Linked DNA regions of Sus scrofa: regions 1 and 2 are each linked to region 3. Evidence: chromatin contacts called from public Hi-C data. All regions are on one chromosome and are shown on one strand. The core of a region is the stretch at or near the end of the contact, and the rest is flanking DNA. Distances in the headings are between cores, read along the strand shown.

Region 1 (3,598 bases), core at 684-3,183, 130 kb after region 3:
TTATAAGCTCTTTTATATCACTTTTTGTTTTCTTTATTTGACAAGGATTAAAAATGATATGGTAGGGAGTTCCTATTGTGGCTAAGCAGTGATGAACCCAACTAGTACCCATGAGGATGCAGGTTCAATCCCTGGCCTCACTCAGAGGGTTAAGTATCCAGTGTTGCCGTGAGCTGTGGCCTAGGCTGGTAGCTGCTGCTCTGACTCGACCCCTAGCCTGGAAACTTCCATATTCCGCATGTGCGGCCCTAAAAAAAAAAAAAAAAGAAAAAAGATAAGCTAACCCGTCCCATCCTATTATATTTTTTATTGCTTTTCATGAATTGCCTTCAATTTTGGAAAAAAAAAATATAATATATATATATAAATAAATATATAGGTTAAATACTCACTGATTCGTGTTTGTATTATATGTATACAATCCTTGTGTTTGTATTATATATATAGTACAAACATACAAATTGGTGAATATTTTACCCATATTATATATAGTAAGGGACCATTAAATATTAATCATTAAGAAAGTATTTGGAATTACCTTTTGTCCTTTTTATTCAACAAATATTTCTTGAGCACTACCGCGTTTCAGGGTACTGTCCGAGGCTCTTTTTCTTACCGGTGAAGTGCCATAGCCTTGACTCTGCACTGCACTCTTCCATTTTTTTCATCTTGATAGTGTCACTGATGGCACGTTCTCCCCATGCTGCACCTTATGCCAGTTTTGCTATATTTGATGTGTGATCCGCTCTGAGGTGCTGTCTGCTTCTATGCCCTATGCTTACCTTTTGTGAGTTGATATAATTCTTATCATGTAACCTGCCTATAAATTGCAAAACATGTATTTAAAACCTTTGTGTGATAAAGTGGTAATTCTAATTCATGGTGGGAATTTTGGGAAATATGGAGAAACATAGGATAAAAAATTTTTTAAAGCCTATAATCCCTGAAGACAAAAATAGCCACTGTTAATAGTTTAGTGTAGTTCCTTCTAGTCTGTCTTTTCTTTTCTTTTTTTTTTATGGCCTCGACGGCAGCATATGGACGTTTCCTGGCCAGGGATTGAAGTGGAGCTGCAGTTGCGGCAACGCAGGATTCTTTAACCCACTGCCCAGGGCTGTGGATGGAACCCGCACCTCCACAGCGACCCAAAATGCTGCAGTGGGATTCTCAACCCACTGTGCCGCAGCAGAAACTCCGTGGTTTTTTTCTATATGTACTTTTCTGTATTTTCCAAGTTTTGCATAATGAACAAGGCTTCAGAAATATTTGCAGTTACAGTAGGGTTCTATCATGCCCTTTGCATGCCTGGCCAGAGAGAGAAAATAAGAAAATAAACAAGATAGGTCTCCCCACTGTCACCGCTGCAGTGACCCCAAGACAAGGACTGGATTGTTCTCAGGGGCTGCAGTCCCTCGTGGGTCTGCCCCGCTCCCCATCTTCCCTTCTCAATCCAGGCTGCCTGACCTCTTGGCAGACTAAAAACGAACATAGCCAACCTCTGGCTGGCTTCTGAAGTGTTTGTTGAGAAATGCCACTCATAATAATTTCTTAATGTCTAATACCCATCTCTTCGTTCCATTGTTCCCGACTGTGTCATACATATCTTTTTACAATTTGTTAGAAACAAGCATCCAAAGGACCACAGCGTCCTCTACCGTCTGTAACATTTTTATACCGTTCTTTCTGCTCCTGGCCTGTGCCGGGAGGCGGCTGCACCGCGCGCGCCAGTGTCCAGAAGCGGTACCGCTAGCTCCGAAGCTATCCTAACCTGACACAAGCTGCAGCGTCCACCACCAGCACAGTGGGAGGGAGCAGGCGTGGGCGGCTACCATGGAGATTCGGTGCGCGGTCCTGATTGGCTACCAGAGGGCGAGGTTCCGGGGACTTCTGGGAAAAGGGAAATCCTAGAGACGGAAAGCGGAAGCGGCGCGTCCCGAGGCATTCTGGGAGTCGCAGTTCGTCCGGGGCAACTTCTGCCTCAGGCTGGTTGCAGCCGGCGCCCCGGGCCAGCGCAGCCTGGGCACCAGCCATCCTGCCCCCTCTCCGGCCGGGAGAAGCGGGCGCTGGGCTCTGGGGCTCCCTGAGCCCGCGGAGGCCAGCGCCCAGGGCGCACAAGAAGAGCAGGGGTGGAAGAAGAAAGGAATTTCAAGGAGGGCATTGCTTAAAGGGACGTTTGGACAGAGCCAGTTTCGGTGCTGGGCCGCAGCTCTGCCTAATTTTAATCTCAGGACTGCAGCCTGCGACCCGTGGACGGTGAGTCTTTGCCAAGATGTTTGGTTGGAGACCCCAAATTTGTCCTGAAAGAGCTGTTTTTTTTTTTTTTTTTTTTTGGAGGATTTGTGAAGGACTTGCATTCATCCCTACGCTATAATTACACTTTTCAAGATCTACTTTCTTAAGACTTGCTGAAAGTTTTTTGAGCACGCACATCTTTATTTAATTAAGGAAACAAGGTATTGGCTTCCACAATTTAAGTGACCACTTATTTGCGATTCTCAGAGGGTTCAATTTGGTAGAAAAGGAAAGAGGAACGGTTCCTTGCCTGCCTTTGTACCAGGGTATCTCCCATGTTTATGATTGGTGAAAATGTCAACCCGCGCCGAGAGAAACACGGAGACAGAGTTTTGAGTGAAGGGGAAAAAATAGCTTTTATTGCTTTACCAGGTAAGGGAGGCCACAGCAGGCTAATGCTTTAAAGACTGTGCCCTCCTCTGGGGAAGAATTGTGGGGCGTTTTATAGTCTAAAGTAAAAACAGAGTTTCAGATAAGAATCAGGGTTGGGGCAGACATGCATTCTTCTTTCTTTTGGGGAATCTTAGTCATCCAAGCTGGTGTCAGGAGATGTTGGCCTGATCTTGGTGGTGGTCTTCTGGTCATTGCCTAGAATAACAGTACTTGCGAAAAGGGCATATTGATCAGAGATTAGAACAAACTAGGATAATTCCTGAAAGACATCACGTGCTAATAATCTTTAATCCATAGGCAGTCATGCTCAGGATGCCTAATCTTTAGCTCACAGATGATTGTATTTGGGTTACAATCAAATGAGGGAGAAACACAAGGAAGGGCTCCAAGCTCTTTAGTTTTCAAGCATTCATTTCTAAAGGAAGCGTAAGGAATATAACTTTTCTCTTAACTGTATATGGTGCCTGTGTCATTATGTGTATCCCTTAAGGATCGTGTGTACACCCTTCTGCCTCAAGGCTTGACTGTTCCTCCCTTGTCTTTGGATCTGCTCCCTTCCCTGATCAGCAGCTGTCTGAACCTGTCCCTTAGAACTCAGGGAAGGCCATGGAGGCTGAATGAAGTCCATTTCCTAAAAACAAGAAATGGGGGACACAGAAAGGCTTTCTGTGCCCTGGAGCCCCACAGGGCCCTACTCACTTATCACAATGCTCTTGCTCTAGTTAATGATTCTACCCAAAAGTTTACTGTGATCTTGGATCGCCCTTCACACTGCCCTTCCGTTTCCAGCCAGTGTGATGACACCTCTTTCTGCGTCTCTGTAAGTGTCCTTTCCCTCTAGCGTTGCAACTCGTCTCTTCTATTGTTTGGAGGGCTGTAAGTCTTTGTCCTTCAACACAAAGACATCTGGGCG
Region 2 (3,751 bases), core at 389-2,888, 110 kb after region 3:
CAGGCGGCAAAGCACCTGACACAGGCTGTTCTGCTCCTGTGCGCGTGGGTGTGTGACCTGCGCCCCCGCCCCCGCGTAGCCGACCCTGGTGCTGGTCATCAAGCATCTGCCAATTCCGCGCTCCGCGCGGAGAAGGGAGGCCCTGCTGCACCCGCGACGGTGGTTTTGCATCTTGTCCGCAGCCATCGCCGCTCTTCTGTGGGGCGGTTGGTTTCCTTTCTGATTTGCGGGGATTCTCTGTACTCGCCGAACGTCGGCCCCTGCGTTCACCCCGCGGATGCCAGCTGCTAGCCTTCTGCTCAATCGTTCGCCTTACCAGGGGCACCCTTCCCACCGCTGAGACGTCCTCGAGGTTGTCGTAGCAAACCTGCGGCTCACCCTTCCTTCAGGGCTTTGGATGTTGCCTCTGGCTGTCTCCCGAGAATATGCTCTTGGGTTTCGTTCCAGTGCTTTTATAATTATGCTTTTTGTCTTTAATCTATCCGAGTTTATTTTCGGGTATGCATGAGACAGAGTGGAACTGCTTTTCCATGAAATCTTAGATGTCACAAGCCCTGCAGGGCAGCAATTATGGCCTAGGGGGCTTGGCGCCCAGATTGGAGAAGGGCTTCCTGGGCGGGACCCATGTCCTGCCCTCACGGCCGGGCCTGGCTGAGCCCCCTTTGCTCTTTTCCAGAAGGTTCTTTCGTGGATGAAGTGAGCACCTGTGCGTGCCTCTACAGCTGCCGAGCCTTTCCCCAGCCTGGGGCCCCCAGCTCTCCTGCTTCTTCTGGAAGAGGGGTAGGGCCAAGACGAGGGAAGAAAACCTGCAGCCTCCTGGTGGCTCGGCGAAGCGAGACCAGCAGTGCGCTTGGCGGGGCGCCTCGCACTGGTGACTTAGGGCAGACCTCAGGATGGCAGCCACAGGCTGCTGGTGGCCTCTGAGGAGAATCATATCCAGCGGGGCTTTGACAAAGCCCGGAGAGGCCCTGAAAGCTGGAAACGGATGTGGGGGGGGGAAGTAGAGGGCCTGGCTGAGGGTCAGCCCTGAGGACTGTGGAAGGATTCTCCCCCCGGCCACCGCTGCTCCGAGCATCGCCAGGTCGGCCTGGGTCCCCTGCAGGTCGGAGCACGGCCAGGAGGCCAAACAGCCTCACTGACCCTGCAGGGACCTCTCCCCCGAGCTGCTCCTTGCCTGTCAGAGGAGGGCTGCGCCGGCCACCCAGTGGCTCCTCCTGAGACCCCCGCCTCAAGGATGGGCCCCGAGGGGGCCGAGGGCCGGGGTTCCCTGACCAGACACTGGCCAGGCACGGTCAGCCTGAGCGCTGGCAGCAAGAGCAGAGGCCCCAAGAACCCGCCACAGGATGTGAGGAAATAGCAGGCCCTGCTCCAGACGGGCTTGTCGGATCCCAGAGAGGGCTGCTGGGCTTCCTCCTTTTCATCCGAGCTCGCCTCCTTTTCCAACTTTGTACGTTTTGTGAGACTTTGGAGGTGAGACGAGCTTCCCTTGCTGCTCTGTGGCCATTGATGTTGCTGAGCTGAGCTCGGTTGCAACACTTTCCTGTAAAATGGACTAAAGCAGAAGTTGCTGTGTTCCTCATAAAGAAATGCATAAATCAGCTAAAAATAGTTCTTCAGAGCGGATGTGATGATGCCGTGGCTGTCACAGGAAACACGTGAGTCAGGCTCCTCCCAGGAACAGGGGAGGGCGGCAGGGCGCACGGGCTCTGGGTGGCACCGGACACCTGGCCCAGGCAGAGCCCACCTGCAGGGACTGTGGGCTGTGCTTCTGTGTGCGCAGCTAGTTGCCGGGGGTTTGTTCAGAATTTACCAGCCAATGACCCACATGCCAGCACGTCACTGCTCACCCACCACAGGCTCCTCTCATCGTGTGGGCTTTCATGGTGCACACACACGCACTGACCTCTGCCTGGTGCATGTATGTGTGGGCACACACATATACACGTGCACACATCTGCCTGGTGCACCTGTGTGTACAAGCACGTGCACACACACACACGTGCATGTTTAGCCAAGGGAGGCAGTGGTGGGGTCCTGTTCTTTCTGGACTTCTAGCCTCTCATCTTGCCAGGACCCAGCAGGCACCCACTGGCTACTGGCCACAGAGGCAGAGAGGTGGAGCCAGATGGCTGGGACTACAGGGGGCTGCAGGGGGCTGCAGGGGGGCTCGGGTTTTCCCGTGGCCTCTGATGCCTTCTCTGTCCCAAGCACGGTGTGGGGTGAATGCCACCATCTGAGAGCCCCCAGGGTGAGGAGGTGCAGCCGTGCTCTCTTGTGGGGGGCACTGCTCCCAAGGTCCTCCTGCTCCATGGCCACCACCCGACCCTGTGCTGCCCCAAAGTTGGGGCAGCGCTCCTGAGCAGATCAGCTACCCCTCACTTGGTTTCTGATATCCGTCCCCAGCACCCAGGCTTGTTGACTGTCTCCCCAGCTAGGCTGCGGATGCTGGCTCTCACCCTCAAGAGTTTCTGAATCCAAACATCTCCAACGGCCTGTGCTCAGGGAGGGCATCTGTGCTTGGCCGCTGGATACAGGGCAGCAATTTCTCGTAAAGACTCCAAGCCCAGGCAGCTAGAGCCATTGCTGGGGCTGCTGTCTCCTCCAGTCTCTCTTGCTGGGTAGTGCCGGGCAGGGCAGGTGCTGGCACCTGTTCGTGGCCGGCCCTCCTCTGGTGCCCAGTCCCAGCCAAGGGCCGCCCCTGCCCTCACTGACCCGGCAGTGGAATGTGTGTGTGAGTTTAACAGAACACCTTGTCTTTTCAAGCCTGTGATTAAACAGTGCGTGGAGATGGAGCTTCACAGGATGGAAGCATTTAAGCATCATCCACTGATGTCTAGAAGCCTCTCAGCTCAGACTCTGGTCTGGCCCTGAACTTTACCCTATGGTAGATGTTGGGATGGCTAGCTTTCTTTTTTGCATGATAGCTGGTTTACAGTGCCCTGTCACTTTTCTACAGTACAGCAGAGAGACCCAGCCACACACACACATATTCTTTGTCGCACATTATCCTCCATCAGGCTCCATCATAAGTGACTAGACAGAGTTCTCAGTGCCGCACAGCAGGGTCTCATTGCTCATCCGTTCCCAAGGCAACAATCTGCACCTATTAACCCCAAGTTCCCATCCATCCCACTCCCTCCCCCTCCCCCCGGCAACCACAAGTCTGTTCTCCAAGTCCGTGAGTTTCTCTTCTGTGGAAAGGTTCTTTTGTGTCTTACATTAGATTCCAGATATAAGTGATATCATACGGTGTTTGTCTTTCTTTTTCTGACTTACTTCACTTCGTGTGAGAGTCTCTAGTTCCATCCCTGTTGCTGTCAATGGTGTTATTTTGCTCTTTGTTATGGCTGAGTAGTATTCCATTGTGTATATATACCATCTTTTTTTTTTTTTTTGTCTTTTGCCTTTTTTTTTTTTTAGGGCTGCACCCAGTGCATATGGAAGTTCCCAGGCTAAGGGTCTAATCAGAGTTGTAGCTGCCGCCCTACCCCAGAGCCACAGCAATGCCAGATCCAAGCACATCTGTGACCCACAGCTCATGGCAAGGCCAGATCCTTAACCCACTGAGCAAGACCAGGGATTGGACCCGCGACCTCATGGTTCCTAGTCAGACTCGTTTCCACTGCGCCACGATGGGAACTCCTATGTAACATCTTCTTAATCCATTCATCTGTCTAAGGACATTCAGGTTATTTCCATGTCTTGGCTGCTGTGACTAGTGCTGCAATGAACATAGCAGGCCATCTGTCTT
Region 3 (3,523 bases), core at 935-3,434:
CAACGACCACGAGGATGCCGGAAGCTTCCAGCTTCTCTTTCCATTTTTCAATGACAGCCATGGACTTGTCCTGAAAGCACAAGGACGGGGGCAGGTCAGGAAACTTCCCCGAGCAGTCAGGGGTGACTCACGCCAGGGTGGAATCACGAACAGGAGGCTCAGAAATACCTTGCTGGCATCATTAAAAATGGAGAGCTCCAGGCGGCCTTCAAAGTCCTGCTGCAAAACGGACCCCAAGCACTCGTCCAGCCAGGGCTCAGCGTTGTGGACCGGGAGGATAACAGACTAGGGTTCAAAACAAACAGACTGAGAAGAGCGCAAAAGCTCAACTCCCTTCCCACGGCTCCAGGCTTCCCCCGCCCCCCACCACCACCACCGAGGCGTGAGCTCATTCCCACAGGGCGAGGCCTGACTTACAGAGTGACCCAGGATAAGGCTTCCTGGGATGGACCATGCCTGACAAACAAAAGGAGTCTATGCCTTCTCTCCATAAGATTTATTGTCTTAAGATTTCCCTGAATTGGTCTTTAGATGCCTTTGAAAAGGAAACAAAAATCTGAAAGGCATCAAAAATGCGTCCAATTCAACAGCAAGGTGAAGTGTCTTCCAGTCTAGCGGTCAGAAGCATCATCTTGGTTAAAACAAGCATCCGCCTATCTTCCAACCCATTCCTGAAAATAACTGAGCCATCTTAAGCACCTTCAGTAAACCCTGATGCTGGAGAAACTGCAACAAAGAAACCCTTTTAAGTACCCGCTAGGTGTGCCCCTACAAAGGGGGGGGGACACGGAGGTGACCACCCCAGCTCTCTCTTCCTTTGCTCTCCTTGGCTTAACACCATCCTTTACTCATACGGACCACAGAAAACAACACTTCTGAAGCACATGGAGTAAAACCAGTGAAACCTGACTACCAGCAAAACAACTCATTATAGGATCCATCTTAATTCTGAATATCAGCACATTAAGCCATACAGAATACCCAAAGATAGAAGTTACAGTCAGTCCTCAGCCTTGAGTTTACACCCCGGACCACCGGACACCTTCCGAAATAAGAAAGTCAGGCCACCCAGGTGGGTATGTGTGTACTGTGCATGTATGAACATGCACCTGTGTGTGAAGTCGGCCTGTACAGACGACAGAGAGGACTTTTAAAATGCTAAATCTGAACGTGCTTATCAAAAAGCTCACAAACGTAAGTACTGCAAACACTGTTCAAATTCTTTACTCCGAAGAGCTGACTCAGCAGTCATACCCTTCCTGCATTTATGTTATCCACAAAAGCAGTTCCCTAATTTACTTACAGATTTACTTTGCTTTGGAATTACTTTGTGAAAGAAAAGAAAAAAAGGAAAGGATGTTGTTACTGCTCTCAAGATCCACAACAAAAACTGAATTTCTGCCAAAGATGAGCCTTGATTAATCTGTGTGCACTCTTGCTGGTGCTTAAACGTTGTTGTGGGCCTTCACAGTCAGCCCGAGACAAGAGGTGGTGGTGGTGGTGGTGGTGTGGGAAGTGAAGACGGAGGGGGAGGAGGGGGAGGAGGGGGAGGAGGGGGAGGAGGGGGAGGGAGGGAGGGAAGAAGGGAGAGGAGGGAGGAGGGGGAAGGAGGGGGAGGGGAGGGGGGAAGGGGAGGGGGAAGGGAGGAGGGGGAAAGGGGGAGGAGGGAGAGGAGGGGAGGGGAACTAAGGTGAGAGGAGGGAGAGGAGGGAGGAGGGGAGGGGGGAGGGGAGGGGGAAGGGAGGGGAGGGAGAGGAGGGAAGAAGGGAGAGGAGGGAGGAGGGGGAAAGGGAGAGGAGGGAGGAGGGGGGAAAGGGGGAGGAGGGAGGGGAGGAGGAGGGAGAGGAGGGGGAGGGGAGGAGAGGGGACTAAGGGAAGAGGAGGGAGGAGGGGAGGGAAGGAGGAGGAAGGGGAGGGAGGACGAAGAGGAGGGAGGAGGGGAGGGGACACAGAGTAGAGGAGGAGAAGGACGGACAGGACCGGGAGTCGGGGAGGGGCGGGGGGGTTACGGGAGCGGGGGACGAGGCGGCCCCCCGCGGCAAGGGACCTACCACTTGGGCGGGGGCGCGGGCCGGGCCGCACGCGACCACGGCTGCCGCGGCGCCGGCGGCAGCGGGGTCCCCCGGGCCTGCATGGCGCGCGCTCCACGGGCCGCCCCACCCACCTCGGCCTACGGCGCGTGCGCGAGGGCGGGGCCAAATCCGAGCGCCTCTGATTGGTGCAGAGGCGCGTCGATCCCGCGGGCAGTGGAGAGGCGCGCCCTAGAGCGGCGGGAGGTCAGTCCCGCTCCGCCTGGTGGAGCAGGTCAGCTCCGAGGTCGTCCGTGAAGCGAGAGCTGCGGGAATTACTGGGTTGTGCTGGAGGTGGGCTTTGTGGGCAGGCGCTGCGCCGCCCTGGGGGCCACACCTTCCCACGTGTGTCCTTCTCTAAGAAGGAAAGGTTCTGTGTGACCAGCGATTGCGGATCCCTGCCCCACGGTCGGGCGCCCGAGCCGCTCCGGGGGAGCACTGGCTCCGGGGCCCCGCACCTCGTGGATCAGGGCGCAGGTTCGCAGCCAGCACCGCCGTGTCTAACGTTAAATGCGCATCGTTCTACAAACTTAACTTACCACAGACCAACTTCTATCACTTCGAATGTCATTTTACCTTAAACTGCCTCAAAGCCTGTTGCACAAATGGAAACGCTTACGTCAGATGAGTAAAAATGCATCCTTATCTACAGAGGGACAAAAGCAATCTGAGAATTTGTTTCCAAGGAGCTGATGTGCTTCAGGGGTTGGTGTATTAGAACTAGTTTCATTTTAAGGGACTCTGTGAAAAGTCACATTGTAGCTTCCAGAATAGTCTGTGCCTTTGGAGCTGGCCCGCAGCAGTAATCGGCAGGAGGAAGAGATAAGGGGTCCCGCGGCCCCTGGCACCTCCACCGCACATGCATCAGGACTGGGCTTGGCTCTCCTGTCTTGCTTCCTGCACCTCTCCTGCTGCCATAAGTTTGCTTTTCACTGCCTAACCCCCAGGAAAAGTCTGGCTAGAGTCTGCTTTTTGCAAACATGCAGAGAGATGAGAAGCACTTTAGAAGTGTGGGTTCAGCCTGGGCGGGGGGTGGGGGAGCAGAGCTGAGATTCTTCTCTTCCTGGTAGGGAGGTTCTCGACAGGGGGTCCAGGCTGTGGGCCCTGACACCCCACCACTGAGAGGGACACAGACACAGGGAGGACATGGGTAGGTCGAGGAGGTGACCAAGTCACAAGCACCTGGAGAGGAAGCCTTGCAGGTCTCCCACAGCTCTAGGCTCACTGAGTGACATTTTTCTTTATTTTTCAATGTTGTTTATGCAGACTGTCGATGAATTCTGGCTGTGTTCAGAAGACTCCGTGTCCACAGCTAGGGCCTCCAAATGGTAAAACTGCAGACAGCCCTCTGACGATGTGGGTGCAGGAGGCAAAGATGGGCGGAGGTCTGGGCTCGGCCACACTAGGCTCAGAGTCAGAGTGAGTCTGCCCTGGGTGTGCCCGTGAAGGGTGAG

The links. Hi-C and Micro-C count contacts between places; a contact is called where the count stands out from the background.
Region 1: a contact with region 3 is called in a Hi-C map of skeletal muscle, with 3 times the contacts expected there. The contact joins the promoter of LOC110255247 here to the promoter of B3GNTL1 in region 3. A contact is called at or near these places in 4 of 47 Hi-C or Micro-C datasets (brain, heart right ventricle, liver and 1 more) and 2 of 2 datasets of contacts at active chromatin or transcription factors (alveolar macrophages and skeletal muscle).
Region 2: a contact with region 3 is called in a Hi-C map of liver, with 3 times the contacts expected there. The contact joins the enhancer-like site here to the promoter of B3GNTL1 in region 3. A contact is called at or near these places in 1 of 5 promoter capture datasets (fetal skeletal muscle), 3 of 47 Hi-C or Micro-C datasets (brain, heart right ventricle and liver) and 2 of 2 datasets of contacts at active chromatin or transcription factors (alveolar macrophages and skeletal muscle).

Annotation. Positions count from the first base shown.
Region 1 is chr12:130,588-134,185 of Sscrofa11.1, reverse strand. LOC110255247 (zinc finger protein 501-like) reads left to right here and starts at 1,933. Exons shown (of 6, transcript XR_002336882.1): 1 at 1,933-2,253.
Region 2 is chr12:151,503-155,253 of Sscrofa11.1, reverse strand. No RefSeq gene overlaps it. Among named protein-coding and RNA genes, the nearest start is that of METRNL, 88 kb to the left of the region's middle. Within about 2 kb of position 1,638, at least 36 of the 83 cell types and tissues checked have an H3K27ac peak or open chromatin away from gene starts, as enhancers often do. A contact at or near this core is called in alveolar macrophages, fetal skeletal muscle, liver and 1 more, where this site is marked.
Region 3 is chr12:258,541-262,063 of Sscrofa11.1, reverse strand. It overlaps B3GNTL1 (UDP-GlcNAc:betaGal beta-1,3-N-acetylglucosaminyltransferase-like protein 1), which reads right to left and starts at 2,184. Exons shown (of 15, transcript XR_002336895.1): 1 at 2,052-2,184; 2 at 169-285; 3 at 1-70.